Regions from separate parts of the Ovis aries genome. Here region 1 is linked to region 2. Evidence: chromatin contacts called from public Hi-C data. All regions are on one chromosome and are shown on one strand. Each heading gives the region's core, a stretch centred on a gene start, on an enhancer-like site or on the middle of the called end of the contact. The rest is flanking DNA. Distances are from core to core; before and after follow the strand shown. Region 1 holds the start of HAO2 (hydroxyacid oxidase 2). Region 2 has its middle 46 kb from the start of HAO2.

Region 1 (7,741 bases), core at 5,133-7,632, 45 kb before region 2:
CCTCATTTTGCAGATGAGAAACTGGAGGTTCAGAGAGATTAAAATATTTTGCCCAGCATCACATATCTAGTCGTATACTCTGACTCCTGTGGCTTGGCTCTTAAGCATCATGAAAAGAAGCAAATATCTGCAGCCAAGTGTGGTTTGTAGGGTGAGAGCTGGCATCGAAAATGGTGAGAGTCCCATTTTATAGATGAAAAAATTAAAACTCAGAAAATTCCAATAAGTTGTCTCTATTCACACAATGAGGATGGCAGGGCCTGACTAGGAATTCCTCTGGTTTGCTCTGAATATTGTTTAGTTGGCCAGTACATGGTGTTAGTGGTTTGCTAGGCTTCCCGGATGGCGCTAGTTGCAAAGAAGCTGTCTGCCAATGCAGGAGACATAAGAGACGTGGATTCAATCAGGAAGATTCCCTGGTGGAGGGAATGGCAAATGGCAAACCTACTCCAGTATTCTTGCCTGGAGAATCCCATGGATAGAGGAGCCTGACGGGCTATAGTCCATGGGGTGCCAAAAGAGCTGGACACGACTGAAGCGAATTAGCACAGACGCACAAGATCAGTTCAGGTCTCTGCTCTACAGGGTCAGAAGAGTTGCACAGGGACTTGCCTGTTGATCCAGTGGTTAAGACTCTGGGCTTCCAACACACGGGTTGTGGGTTCAATCCCTGGTCAGGGAATTAAGATCCCACATGCCTTGTGGCATGGCAGAAAATAAAAGAGCTGCACAAAGTGAGCTTGATCAGTTCCACAAAATTGAGGCCACTGGGAAAGGTGTCCTGTGTGGAGATCACGGCCCTGCACCTTCATTTGCTCAGAAAGGGTGAAGGGCACTAAACAGATGTCAGAAACGACACAAAGGTTCAGAACAAGCTCTGAACTCTATTTTCACTCCTGACTTGAGGTCTTGTAGGCGTAGCTCTACGCAGGAGTGGCAGCTCCTGAGAGGTGGCAGGAGAGGAGTGAGAAGACAGAGAAGCTGCTCACGATACGCCATGAGACATTAGTAAGTAGCTGAGGGAGTGCATGGAGCGGGGAGGACAGGACCTCATAAGTGTTATGTCTTGGGAAACATGGGCTCAAACTCAGCTCTGCTGCTTGTTCACCAGGTGCCATGAACAGGTTCTTTGTAAAAGAAGATTATTAATGCCTGTCCCACAGGGCCTCATGAGGACTACAGTCCACATAACGTTCCTAGAGCAGTGCCTTGTATAGACTAAAGTGAAAGTGGAAGTGTTAGTCGCTCAGCCATGTCTGACTCTTTGTGACTTCCTGGACTGTGGTCCATCCTTCAGAGGACCAGGCTCCTCTGTCCATGGGATTCTCCAGGCAAGAATACTGGAGTGGGTTGCCGTGCTCTTCACCAGGGGATCTTCCTGACCCAGGGATTGAACCCAGGCCTCTGCGTTGCAGGCAGATTTTTTACTGTCTGAGCCACCAGGGAAGCTCTTGTATAGACTAGACTATCCTTAAATGGTAGAACCATTGGCATTCTTTCTCTTGTTGATGACATTCTCCTCTGAGGCTCTGGAGGTTGAAAGTGGATTTCACCTTCGAGTAATTCTGTGATGGTATAATTTATTTCTTTCCCTCTTTATTGGAATATAATTGCCTTACAATGTTATGTTAGTTTCTGCTGTACAAGAAAGTGAATCGGCTGTATGCATAAATATATACCCTCCCTCTTGGACCTCTTCCTTCTATCCCCTTACCATCCCACCCATCTAGGTCATCACAGAACACCGAGCTGAGCTTCCTGCGCAATGCAGCAGCTTCCCACTAGCTAGCTATTTTACAAATGGTAGTTTGTATTTGTCAGTCCCAATTTCCCGATTTGTCCCACCCTCCCCTTCCCCTCCTGTGTCTGCATGTCCATTCTCTAAGTCTGCCTCTCTATTCCTGCCTTGGAAGTTGGTTCATCTGTACCATTTTTCTAGATTCCATGTATATGCATTAACATACAATATTTGTTTTTCTCTTTCTGACTTACTTTACCCTGTGTGACAGACTCCAGGTCCTTGTGATGGTATAATTCAAACCGTGTTGGAATTACTCATTGGTTAATCCCACAAGGCTTGTTTAGTGCACAGTGTCAGCTAGGACGAGCAGAGGCAGTCACTGTTCCGCACGTGCTCCTCGGTGGTTCCCAGCTGCTTATAGGTAGGCAGGCTTTATATGACTACTTCTGGTCAATGGGCTAGGAGCGGAAGTGACATGTGTTCATTTTGGGCCAAGAATTTAAGAACTTCTATGTGACTCTCCATCTTTTTTTTTTTTTTTCCTCCTGTTACAATACTCCAGGGGCCATGTCCATCGGGAGGTATTGCTATAGGATAAAGGTAGCTTCGATCCCTGAATCATCACCTGAAAAGAAGGAACCCTGGAGATCAGCTGATTTTTTGTGAGTAAGAAATAGATGTTTGAATGTTAAACCACAAAGAATTCAGGGTTTATTCCTTACCACAGCAAAGCCAAACCCAACCTATTATATCTAGGCATCGTGCCAAACACTGCAGGTTTTTAACACTACAGGTTTTTAACACTATAGGTTAAAAAAAGAGCTACATGATGTTAGTCTCCATTCCCAAGAAGCTTACAGTCAAAAGAGAAGATGTATTTCAACAGCTAATTCTCTTTTAGTCGATACGATGTTGCCTATAACAGAAATCCTTTTCTAGGAAGGGTTACCCAGGAATGTGGGAATATTCCCATTGCTTCTCAAATGGTAGCTGATAAGTGATGTTCCACTCCATCTAGTCTAGACAAGCTCCAATTTTCATCTATCTATAAAGTTAGGTTATGGCTGTCTATCCCACAGAGCTCTTGTGAGAATCAAAGGATCTTGTCAAATGCAGAATAGCCTAATGATAATAGTAAGCTATCATTTAAATAATAGTAATGAAGAGTTCCAAAGAATAGCAAGAAGAGATAAGAAAGCCTTCCTCAGAGATCAATGCAAAGAAATAGAGGAAAACAACAGAATGGGAAAGACTAGAGATCTCTTCAAGAAAATTAGAGATACCAAGGGAACATGTCATGCAAAGATGGGCTCAATAAAGGACAGAAATGGTATGGACCTAACAGAAGCAGAAGATATTAAGAAGAGGTGGAAAGAATACATGGAAGAACTGTACAAAAAGATCTTCACGACCCAGATAATCATGATGATGTGATCACTAATCTAGAGCCAGATATCTTGGAATGTGAAGTCAAGTGAGCCTTAGAAAGCATCACTACGAACAAAGCTAGTGGAGGTGATAGAATTCCAGTTGAGCTATTTCAAATCCTGAAAGATGATGCTGTGAAAGTGCTGCACTCAATATGCCAGCAAATTTGGAAAGCTCAGCAGTGGCCACAGGACTGGAAAAGGTCAGTTTTCATTCCAATCCCAAAGAAAGGCAATGCCAAAGAATGCTCAAACTACCACACAATTACACTCATCTCACACGCTAGTAAAGTAATGCTCAAAATTCTCCAAGCCAGGCTTCAGCAATATGTGAACTGTGAACTTCCAGATGTTCAAGCTGGTTTTAGAAAAGGCAGAGGAGCCAGAGATCAAATTGCCAACATCCACTGGATCATGGAAAAAGCAAGAGAGTTCCAGAAAAACATCTATTTCTGCTTTATTGATTATGCCAAAGCTTTTGACTGTGTGGATCAGAATAAACTGTGGAAAATTCTGAAAGAGATGGGAATACCAGACCACTTGACCTTCTTCTTGAGAAATCTATATGCAGGTCAGGAAGCAACAGTTAGAACAGGACATAGAACAACAGACTGGTTCCAAATAGGAAAAGGAGTACATCAAGCCTGTATATTGTCACCCTGCTCATTTAACTTCTATGCAGAGTACATCATGAGAAACGCTGGGCTGGAAGAAGCACAAGCTGGAATCAAGACTGCTGGGAGAAATATCAATAACGTCAGATATGCAGATGACACCACCCTTATGGCAGAGAGTGAAGAGGAACTCAAAAGCCTCTTGAAAGTGAAAGAGAAGAGTGAAAAAGTTGGCTTAAAGCTCAACATTCAGAAAACAAAGATCATGGCATCTGGTCTCATCACTTCAAGGCAAATAGATGGGGAAACAGTGAAAACAGTGTCAGACTTTATTTTTTTGGGCTCCAAAATCACTGCAGATGGTGATTGCAGCCATGAAATTAAAAGATGCTTACTCCTTGGAAGTTATGACCAACCTAGATAGCATATTCAAAAGCAGAGACATTACTTTGCCAACAAAGGTCCATCTAGTCAAGGCTAAGGTTTTTCCAGTGGTCATGTATGGATGTGAGAGTTGGACTGTGAAAAAGGCTGAGCACCAAAGAATTGATGCTTTTGAGCTGTGGTGTTGGAGAAGACTCTTGAGAGTCCCTTGGACTGCAAGGAGATCCAACCAGTCCATTCTGAAGGAGATCAGCCCTGGGATTTCTTTGGAAGGAATGATGTTGAAGCTGAAACTCCAGTACTTTGGCCACCTCATGACAAGAGTTGACTCATTGGAAAAGACTCTGATGCTGGGAAGGATTGGGGGCAGGAGCGAAGGGGGCGACAGAGGATGAGATGGCTGGATGGCATCACGGACTCGATGGATGTGAGTCTGAGTGAACTCCGGGAGTTGGTGATGGACAGGGAGGCCTGGCGTGCTGCGATTCATGGGGTCGCAAAGAGTTGGACACAACTGAGTAACTGAACTGAGCTGAATGATAATAGTAAATTATCATAGTAAATTATTACTATTACTTCAATAGTAAAGACTTTGGAGTTTTGCCTCCTGTTAGGAGGTAGGATTTCACAAAAAGCAATTTCTCCCTTGATCCTGTTTCCAGACTCTCTACTACAATCCACTGATCTGGGTATCTTTCTACCAATACCACCCTGACTTGATCACTGTTGAGGGCAGTTCTTCCCAGACTGATCCATCGATTCAACTTGCGTGCATGCATGCTCAGTCTTTGGAAACTTATGAATTATAGCCCGCTAGGCTCCTCTGTTCATGGGATTCTCCAAGCAAGAATACTAGAGTGGGTTGCCATGCTCTTCTCCAGGGGATCTTCCTGACCCAGGGATCAAACCTGCGTCCCCTGCGTTGCAAGCAGATTTTTTTTACTGCTGAGCCACTGGGGAAGCCAGACTCAGCTTGACCCAATCATAATTTCAAGAGGCTATACACTAGAGGGAATTGTTACCCAGTTCCAAGCAAACTTACTCCCCAAAGAAACTACACCAGCCCGACTGTCTGACAAACATTAACTTTTATGCTTTTTAGAAGCAGTCGCTGCATCACTTATCCTCTGTCTGTGGCCACGAAGCAGTGGTCAAGCGACAAAGCAGACCCCCGAGGGCAGAAACTGTGACTTTTAGATTTTCCAGAACCCTTTCAAGTGGACATCTGTTAAGCTATCTCCCCTCCTAAAGACATCCATAAATACTCCCTCGGGGCTGTTCCTTGGTGGCCTAGCAGTTAGGGTTTCAGGCTTTCATTGCTAGGGCCAGGGTTCAATCCCAGGCCTGAGAACTGAGATCCTGCAAGTTGCTTGGTATGGCCAAAAAAAAAAAACAAACAAAAAAAAAACACAACTCCCTCAGGTGGTTCTAAAACTTAACTTCCCTAGACATAGCCTCTCTATCTATAGTTTTTTTTTTTTTTGAGTATAATTGTATCACAATGTTGTGTCAGTTTCTGTTGTACAGCATAGTGAATCAGCTATTTATGTACATATATCCCTTCTTTTTTGATTTGCTTCCCATTTAGGTCATGACACAGCATTGGGTGCATTAGGTTCTCATGAGTTACCTAGTTTATATACACTACTATGTATGAAATGGGACTTCCCTGTTGGCTCAGGGGTAAAGAATCTGCCTGCAATGCAGGAGACATGGGTTGGATCCCAGGGTCAGGAAGATCCCCTGCAGAAGGGAATGGCTACCTCCTCCAGTATTCTAGCCTGGAGAATTCCATGGACAGAGGAGCCTGGTGGGCTAAAGTCCATGGGGTCGCAAAGAGCTGGACACGACTGAATGACTAACACTTTCACTTTTTTACTTTTTTGTATATAATAGATAACTCATGGGAACCGACGGAGTGACTTTGCAGCAAAGCCTTCCTTTGCTAGGCCCCTCAGTGTCCTACTCCCTGCATCCACATGGCATCTTTCTGCCAAGACTCTTCCTTTGAAGACTCACATTTGAGCACCTCCAGTGCCTCCTGAAGTCTCTAGCCTCTCTTCTCGTCCCACCTGCCACCTGCTCTCCCACCCCAGTTCCAAGCACACGGGAGACAACCAGCAACACACCTGGTATTAGCCTCTTCCAGTACCTGGGATAGTGGTGTCCGGCGGCAGTCACCCCGATCTTGGCTCACAGCTGGCTGTGGTGGGAATAGCAGATCTCCATCCACAGCCCCCTGAAGACAGAAGAGGTTCAAAGTTACAGGTTAATCTTTAATGGGAACAACATCTAGCTTGAAAGCCAGTGAGCAAGTGGGCCAAAGCATGTTAACCAGGAAATGAACTTTGCCAAGTTACATCACATTCAAGTGACATTCGTTACCAAATTCAACCTCAAAATAAAATAGTTGCTAATTTGCTCAAGCCATATATTTCTCCCCTTGGGCAGCAAGGAGATCAAACCAGTCAATCCTAAGAGAAATCAACCCAGCATATTCATTGGAAGGACTGGGGCTGAAGCTGAAGCTCCAATACTTAGGCCACCTGATGTAAAGAGCTAACTCAATGGAAGACAGTTGACTGGGAAAGATTGAGGGCAGGAGGAGAAGGGGATGAGAGGATGAGATGGTTCGATGGTATCATGGATGCCATGGACATGAGTTTGAGCAAACTCCTGGAGATGCTGAAGGGCAGGGAAGCTTGGCGTGCTGCAGTCATGGGGTTGCAAAGAGTAGGACACGACTTAGTGACTGAACAGCAACAATTTATTTTCCCAGTACTTCAAAGATGGTTAAAGGAAGAGAATCGGTGATTTCAGGAGAGAATTACAAAACCCCCCATGTTGTAAAGGAAAGGCTTGTCTGGGGAAGTGCTGAGGGGATGGATAAGGAACAGTCACGCCTGGTAACTGGAACACAGGCAGCTGTCACCCAGCCAGGATGGACTGAAGGCTGTGCTGTCGAGCCCTCCAGGCCTGACCAGAGACGAATAAGGGAAGCAGGGAGAACCACCGACACTTCTGAGTGGGAGAATGACTCCAGTAATCAGGTGGAAGGCTGAGGAAGCCAACACAAGTGTTGTTGTTCAATCGCTCAGACTCTTTGCAACCCCATGGACTGCAGCACCCTAGGCTTCCCTGTCCTTCACCATCTCCCAGAGCTTCCTCAAACCCACCTCCATTGAGTCGGTGATGCCATCCAACCGTCTTATTCTCTGTCGCCTCCTTCTCCTCCTACCCTCCATCTTTCCCAGCATCAGGGTCTTTTCCAATGAGCTGGCTCTTCGAATCAGGTGGCCAATGTATTTCACAACAGCACATGTTAAAAAAAGAAGAATCCCCCAAGAGCAGTCCTGTGGGGCTCACTAATGTCACTAATTAATGTCCAATTTGTCCAGGCCCTTCCCGCTGTGCTCCTGAGCCAGCCCCTCATTCTGCACCGACCACCAGTTATGAAGTGCTGACAATAGGCCTCACATGTTACACACATTATTTCACTTGATCTTCACAGCAACCATATGGGTCAATATTATTTTCCCATTTTTCAGAAGAGAAAATGAAGTTAACTGGCTGAA
Region 2 (7,019 bases), core at 2,226-4,725:
AGGCATTAGATCCCAGCTGGACCGCCTGGCATTGAGACAATCAAAATGTCCATGTTTCCAAATGCTTTTCATTGACGATCACTGGTTGATCCCGTCTCTCCTCTAGTCCTAATATTGTGTCAGTTTAGGAGTCCTGCTTCAGGCAGTAACCAATTATTCTCATTGTGACTTTGGCCAAACTGGTCAATGTTTTTACTTACTTAATTAATTAATTTTACTTTACAATATTGTATTGGTTTTGCCATACATTGACTTGAATCTGCCATGAGTGTACATGTGTTCCCCATCCTGAACCCCCTCCCACCTTCCTCCCTATCCCATCCCTCTGGGTCATCCCAGTGCACCAGCCCTGAGCACCCTGTATCATGCATCAAACCTGGACTGGTGATTTGTTTCACATATGATATTTCACATGTTTCAATGCCATTCTCCCATATCATCCCGCCCTTGCCCTCTTGGTCAATGTTTTTAAAGAAATCAGTATTATAGGAATAATCAAACTCACCCTGTACTTTCTATACATCACATAGCTTTTGTGAGGATATATACATTTTTTTTAAAGGATGTGAAAACACTAAACCGATCTCTGAAGGTAAGGTACTACTATTAGTATGAGAAAATAATGATAATAGTACCTTACTATCAGGTTCTAGACACTGCATGGGCATCTATTTAATTCTAAAAGGAGTCTCTTATGTAGGTTTTACTATTTTCACTTTATATATAAAGAAAATGGATTAAAAGAGTAAGTGATTTGCCCAAGACCATGTAGCTAGAATTTGAAGCCAGAACACGGACTGTCTGAACTCTGTACTAAATAATGTCCTCTTCTTCTTGTTCTGCATGGGGCATGGATTTGATCTCTGGTCAGGGAACTAAAATCCTTCATGCCATGCATTTGGCTCAGCCAAGAAAAATAAAATTAAAATTAAAAAAATAATAAAAGGAAAGCATGCGGGAAAAAAAGAAAAAGGGGCCAGTGATCTTAAGATCTGTCGTATTAGTCACTCTGCCTTCCAGCCTCCCTTAGTATGACCCTCCATTTTCCTTGCCTCCTCTGTGAAAATGAAGCTTCCTTAAGGTCACTTTCTTTTGTATAATATTTCATATTATCCCACACATCCAGCTGTGGGAACCTGGACCCCCAGACTCAGGTAGTCTCAGTATTCTCCTCTCTAAAATGGTAATAGTCCTAAGCACTCCTGCGTCTCCTGTCCCAGAGCACTCTTCTGAGGATCAAAAGAACAAGAGTATGTGAGATTGCTTTGTAAATTGTAAAGTGCCATACAAATATGAGTTATTATTATTTCCAGCTGTGGTTGTCTAAGGACTACTTCAATAAGGGCATTATAAATGATTGATAAGACTTTCTGTGGTATTTGTGCTTTAAGGGGGAACAAGTCTTAAGTCAAAGGACTGAAACTCTGGTTTGGAATGTTGGTTGCAGCATCTAGACCAAGGGATTCAGGCAAGTGAATGGGGGGTTTGGGCCCAAGTCCAAAATACCAGTCGGCTTAACTTAGGTTAAGAATGGCTATTAAGTGCTGATTATTATTTGTTCGTTGAACAAGTCAAAGAAAGTTAGTAATAATATTAGCAAATATTAATTTGAGAGCTTACTTTATATCAGGCATTATTCTAAATATTGTTATCTGTGTTTGTGCTTGTGCTCAGGTGTGTCTGACTCTTTGCGACCCCATGGACTATAGCCCACCAGACTCCTCTGTCCATGGGATTTCCCAGCCAAGAACACTGGAGTGGGTTGCCATTTCCTCCTCCAGGGGATCCTCCCAACCTGGGGATCGAACCTGCATCTCCTGTACTGCCAATAGGATTCTTTGCCACTTGAGCCTCTTGGGAAGCCAGTTTGCATCTACATATATTTAATTCTTAAGAGAATCCAGTGAGATGAATATCTCTATAGGGAATATGACTGTCCTCATTTTCCAAATGAGGAAAATAAGGCTCAGAGAAGTTATGAAGCTTTTTCTAGGGTCACACAGCTAATAAGTGATGGAGCTTGGGTTTGAACCCAGTCTTTCTGACCCCTAAGCCAAAAAGGAACAAAGAAGGGATGGAAAGAGGGAAGGAAAAAAGGAAAGGAAACTAGAAAGAAAGGTAGGTTGGAAAGAAGGACATCTATGTACTGAACACTCCTCAGATATATTATTCTGAGACTCTACGGGACAGAGATCTAGAACCCAATGATGTCCAAATGAAACATGTCCTGAAGGAGTCAAAGAAGGACCTTTGGGTCTGTCTTTCCCATAAGGTAGAGCATGTTCATCTTCACATCTATGGACTATAAAGAAGCCACTACCACTGTGATGAAAATCTAGCCTGAGAGTGTGGAAACACATAAGGAGGGGCAGGCAAAAGTTGGTAGAGGTGATGTCTGGGTGAATCTTTGGGAATTCATAGGATCCAGGCAGGCAGAGTTGAGGGAGGAGGCAGGAAACCACATACAGTGGGTGAAGCTGCAAGTAAACTTGTAGCTGCTGCTGCTGCTGCTGCTGCTAAGTTGCTTCAGTCGTGTCCGACTCTGTGCGACCCCGTGGACTGCAGCCTACCAGGCTCCTTCGTCCGTGGGATTTTCCAGGCAAGGGTACTGGAGTGGGTTGCCATTGCCTTCTCCGAATCTTGTAGTATTACCATGCAAAAACCGTGTGCAAGAGACAGATATGAGGCTGAAAGTGCAGTGAGATCCAGCTCGTTTGTGCCAGGAATTTTCTCAGACAAGCCAAGAAGCTTGGGCTCCATCCTGTAAATGACAGAGGGCCATCAACGGTCTTAAGCAGAGTTAGGTTTATGATGTAGCTATTCATTCTGGCTAGAGTAGGGAAGCTGGATTTGATGGGTCGAGGACATGGCAAGAGATGGAGTGTTCAAAGTTCTGACAAGAGATTGTGAGCTCCATAACTAAGGAACTCACCCTAGAGCTGATGAAGAGACGGAAGAGATATTTAGGAGATATTTTTAGAGGCGTTTCATGATTGGATCCAAGTGGAATGGCTGGCACTGGAGATGTCTTGGTTGATACCTATATTTCTTGATTTACTGACTGGAAAACTAGGGTGCTACCAGAAGATGGTTTAGAGTGCCAGAAGAGAGGTCAATTCAGAGAAATGGATTTGTCCAGCAGCAGACTGGAAAGAATAAATATGAAACACTGGGAAGCAGTCTGGGTTAGAGATATTTATTTGATTTGTTAAAAAATAATTTATTAACTGTGGTGTGTTGACATTAGGCTAGGTGTGAGACTTGGAAATCAGGCTAGAACAGGTTATGTCACAGTAACAATTTCCAGATCTCAGTGACTTAAGACCGAAACAAAAGTTTATTTCTCATTTATACTACATGTCAAATTTAAGTGCTGTTCAGGGGCTGTGTTCCACTTTGTCACCCAGGGACCCAAACTGACAAGGTTGCATCATCTTGTAACTTCAGCACTTAGCACATGAGTCCTCCTCAGTCACCTTGGCAAGAGAAGAGAGAGGCTAAAGAGTCACGCATGGCCTTTTACCCCCTGAGCTGGAATTGACATACATCATATCTGCTCACATATCACTGCTGGAGTTGGTCTTATGGTCCCACCTAACTGCAGGGGTTGGGAAGTGTAGAGGTGCCAATATTGTGTTACATAATATTTGCTAGTATAACTATAATATTAGTTAGCAAATATTATTGCTAACTAATAATCCTATGATTTAATTGATTTAATTTAATAATCCTTTAAAAAACCACATCTGTGGTTTCCTATCATCCCGGGAGAAGAGGATCTCATTACTTCCTTTTTTGTTTTTTTCTCTTGACAAAATTGACCTAAGGAATAAATGACTAGTCCATGATATTTTGACCACACAGCTGTTGAGCACTCCTGGGAGAAAGGAGCATGGAAGAGACATTTGTTGAGAACCTGTTACATGCCAGACAGTTCCCATATAATTTCCTTCAATCTTCACAACCACTCAAGAAAAAAGAGTTCTTCTATCCTTATTTTACAGAAGTGGCAAAATTAAATAGAAGGCCCAAGTTTGCAGACCCCAGGGGCTCTGTCCCACTTGCTATTAGCTGAACAGAGCCCAAAAGTGGGCCTCCATTTCTATCTCTCACAGGATGGCTGTGAATTTCTCAGTTCCTATCATCCCAAAGCTGAAAAGAGGTAGATGAAAGGCATCCTGGACCTGTGGACTGCAGCTATGCCTTCCGAGGGATGGACTTCCAGCTTTTAGCCACATGTATGAAAGGGGCTGTTTCCATCTGCTGACCTGTCAGGCTCCCCCTCTCTCGGGCTTCTTTCCTGCCTCCTTGGAGTTTCTTCAATAAAACATTTCACTCCCTTGAAAAGCATCTCCGCCGAGTGGCATGGGGAGGGCCCAATATGGTTCCATTTAGCTCTCTGGGGATGAGGCATCCTCCGTTCACATAACTCTAACAGCAAGTGGTATGTGTTTCCTTTCCCTCAAAACTATGAAAAAAAAAAAAAAGTTCTGGTTAACCTAGTCTTCCAACCCACAGATCTCAGAAGTCCCACTCCCCACAGTCTCTGCATCAGCCTGGTTCCTGAGACTCCCGATTCCCAGAAAGACTGACGGAGGGACTGAGTGTGGAGCCGCCTTCTGGCCATGCCTTGAACTACATCTTTCTTAGTAGCTGCTTCAGGAAGGTGAGGGACTCTGGCCTTTTCAACCGGGAGGCTGTCATTTTCCAACAAATACTTCTGAGAGAAGCAGAATCAACTCTCCTCAAGACACTCCGGGGTGAACGAACACATCATTAAGTCCACACATGGGGAGGAAAGTGTCAGACTTTTCAAACTGTACAGAAGAGAAGTTTGTCTTTTGGCAGGTTCCCCTTTCGGCATCTTCCGTTCCCCCTCTAATGCCCAAGGCAGGATTCTCTCATTGTGCCTGTTTTACTCTTCTGTAGACTCCACCAAAGGGCTGGCGAGAGTCACCTGGGAGGCTTGAGAAAGCACAGATTGCTGGGGCCCATGCTTAGGGTCTCTGATTTGCATTTTCACCAAGAAGCTCCAATACTTTGGCCACCTGATGCAAAGAGCCAACTCATTAGAAAAGACCCTGATGCTAGGAAAGACTGAAGGCAGGAGGAGAAGAAGACGACAGAGGATGAGATGGTTGGATGGCATCACTGACTCAATGGACATGAGTTTGAGCAAGCTCTGGGAGGTAGTGAAGGACAGGAAATCCTGGCGTGCTACAGTCCATGGGGTTGCAAAGAGTCAGACACGACTGAGCAACTGAACAACAAGAATTTACATCTTACTGAATTTTCTTTGGTTTTTAACCCCTGTTGCAAATCTGAATCACTATTTAAAAACACACGTATATATGTGGTGTGTGTGTGTGTGTGTGTGTGTGTGTATATATATATATATATATATATATGTATATGTGTGTATATATACATATCAGTCAGTTCAGTCACTCAGTTGTGTCTGGCTCTTTGCGACCCCATGGACTGCAGCCCACCAGGCTTCCCTGTTCATCACCAACTCCCAGAGCCTGCTCAAACTCACATCCATCAAGTCGGTGATGCCATCCAACCATCTCATCCTCTGTCATCCCCTTCTCCTTCTACCTTCAGTCTTTCCCAGCATCAGGGTCTTTTCAAATGAGTCAGTCCTTTGCATCAGGTGGCCAAAGTATTGGAGTTTCATCTTCAATGTCAGCCCTTCCAATGAATATTCAGGACTGATTTCCTTTAGAATTGACTGATTTGATCTCCTTGTAGTCCAAAGGGCTCTCAAGAGTCTTCCCCAATACCACAGTTCAAAAGCATCAATTCTTCAGTGCTCAGCTTTCTTTATAGTCCAACTCTTACATCTATACATGACTACTGGAAAAACCACAGCTTTGACTAGATGGACTTTTGTTGGCAAAGTAATGTCTCTGCTTTTTAATATGCTGTCTAGGTTGGTCATAGCTTTTCTTCCAAGGAGCAAGTGTCTTTTAATTTCATGGATGCAGTGACCATCTGCAGCGATTTTGGAGCCCCCCACCCCCCCGCCCCAAAATAAAGTCAGTCACTGTTTCCATTGTTTCCCCATTTATTCGCCATGAAGTGATGGGACTAGGTATCATGTATATATACACACACATATATATGGTACCTATCTGTGTGTTGTGGGTGTTTTCAGAGATCAATTAACACCCTTCCCCAACCTGGGGTGACTCTACTGTGCAATCAGACTAAGCACCTTTGTAAATTCAGACCAGGTCTTCAACTCTCAGAGGTTTTTCAACCTGAATAAAAAGACTTGAGAAAATTTTCTTCATGAACCAGTTAGACCCTAAGAAATACATTTCTGAAATTAAACTTCAGGCACTTGTGCAGACTGGCCGAAAGAGTAGACATTTATTGAAAGAAACCAGCCTCCCTGGTATCCTTCTATTTCATTGCTTGCTTAAGTTGTCAGAATCATGAGTGGTAGGCAGCATGAAGACAGGTTCCAGCTCCACCCCTTCACTCACTGTGTGATCTGGGCCAGCTACTTAACTTCTCTACATCTCAGTTTTCACATCTGTGAAATGGAGAAAATAAGCACACTATTATATAAGGTTGTTATGAGGAATATATGAAACAATTCAGGCCTTCACACATAACTAGAATTTCATTAAAGACAAGTACTATATTACTGCTGAGCTTCCCTGGTGGTTCAGATGGTAATGAATTTGCCAGCAATGCAAGAGACCTGGGTTTGATCCCCGAGTCAGGAAGATACCCTGGAGAAGGGAATGGCAACCCACCCCAGTATTCTTGCCTGGAAAATCCCATGGGCAAAGGAGCCTGGTGGGCTATAGTCCATGGGGTTGCAAAGAGTCGGACATAACTGAATGACTAACACTTTCACTGTATTACTGTTACTATTCTTATCACTATTGTTCTTTTTAGAACTCTTTGGATCAGCAATGGGAGAGCTAGTGGTTTCTTATTCTGACTTCAAGTTTGAGATCTCTCCTCTGTGAGTCATAAGAGATAGACATACCTTGGTGCCT

Evidence for each region. A called contact is a pair of places that touch in the nucleus more often than the background predicts.
Region 1: a Hi-C map of liver shows a contact between it and region 2, with 5 times the contacts expected there. The contact joins the promoter of HAO2 here to the enhancer-like site in region 2. A contact is called at or near these places in 4 of 16 Hi-C or Micro-C datasets (liver, mixed tissues, skin fibroblasts and 1 more).

What each region holds. Positions count from the first base shown.
Region 1 is chr1:96,909,458-96,917,198 of ARS-UI_Ramb_v3.0, reverse strand. It overlaps HAO2 (hydroxyacid oxidase 2), which reads right to left and starts at 6,382. Exons shown (of 7, transcript XM_060413429.1): 1 at 6,319-6,382. It overlaps LOC114116621 (a long non-coding RNA gene), which reads left to right. Exons shown (of 3, transcript XR_003590484.3): 2 at 2,304-2,403; 3 at 6,063-6,592.
Region 2 is chr1:96,861,782-96,868,800 of ARS-UI_Ramb_v3.0, reverse strand. No RefSeq gene overlaps it. Among named protein-coding and RNA genes, the nearest start is that of HAO2, 46 kb to the left of the region's middle. Within about 2 kb of position 3,475, at least 2 of the 54 cell types and tissues checked have an H3K27ac peak or open chromatin away from gene starts, as enhancers often do. A contact at or near this core is called in liver, where this site is marked.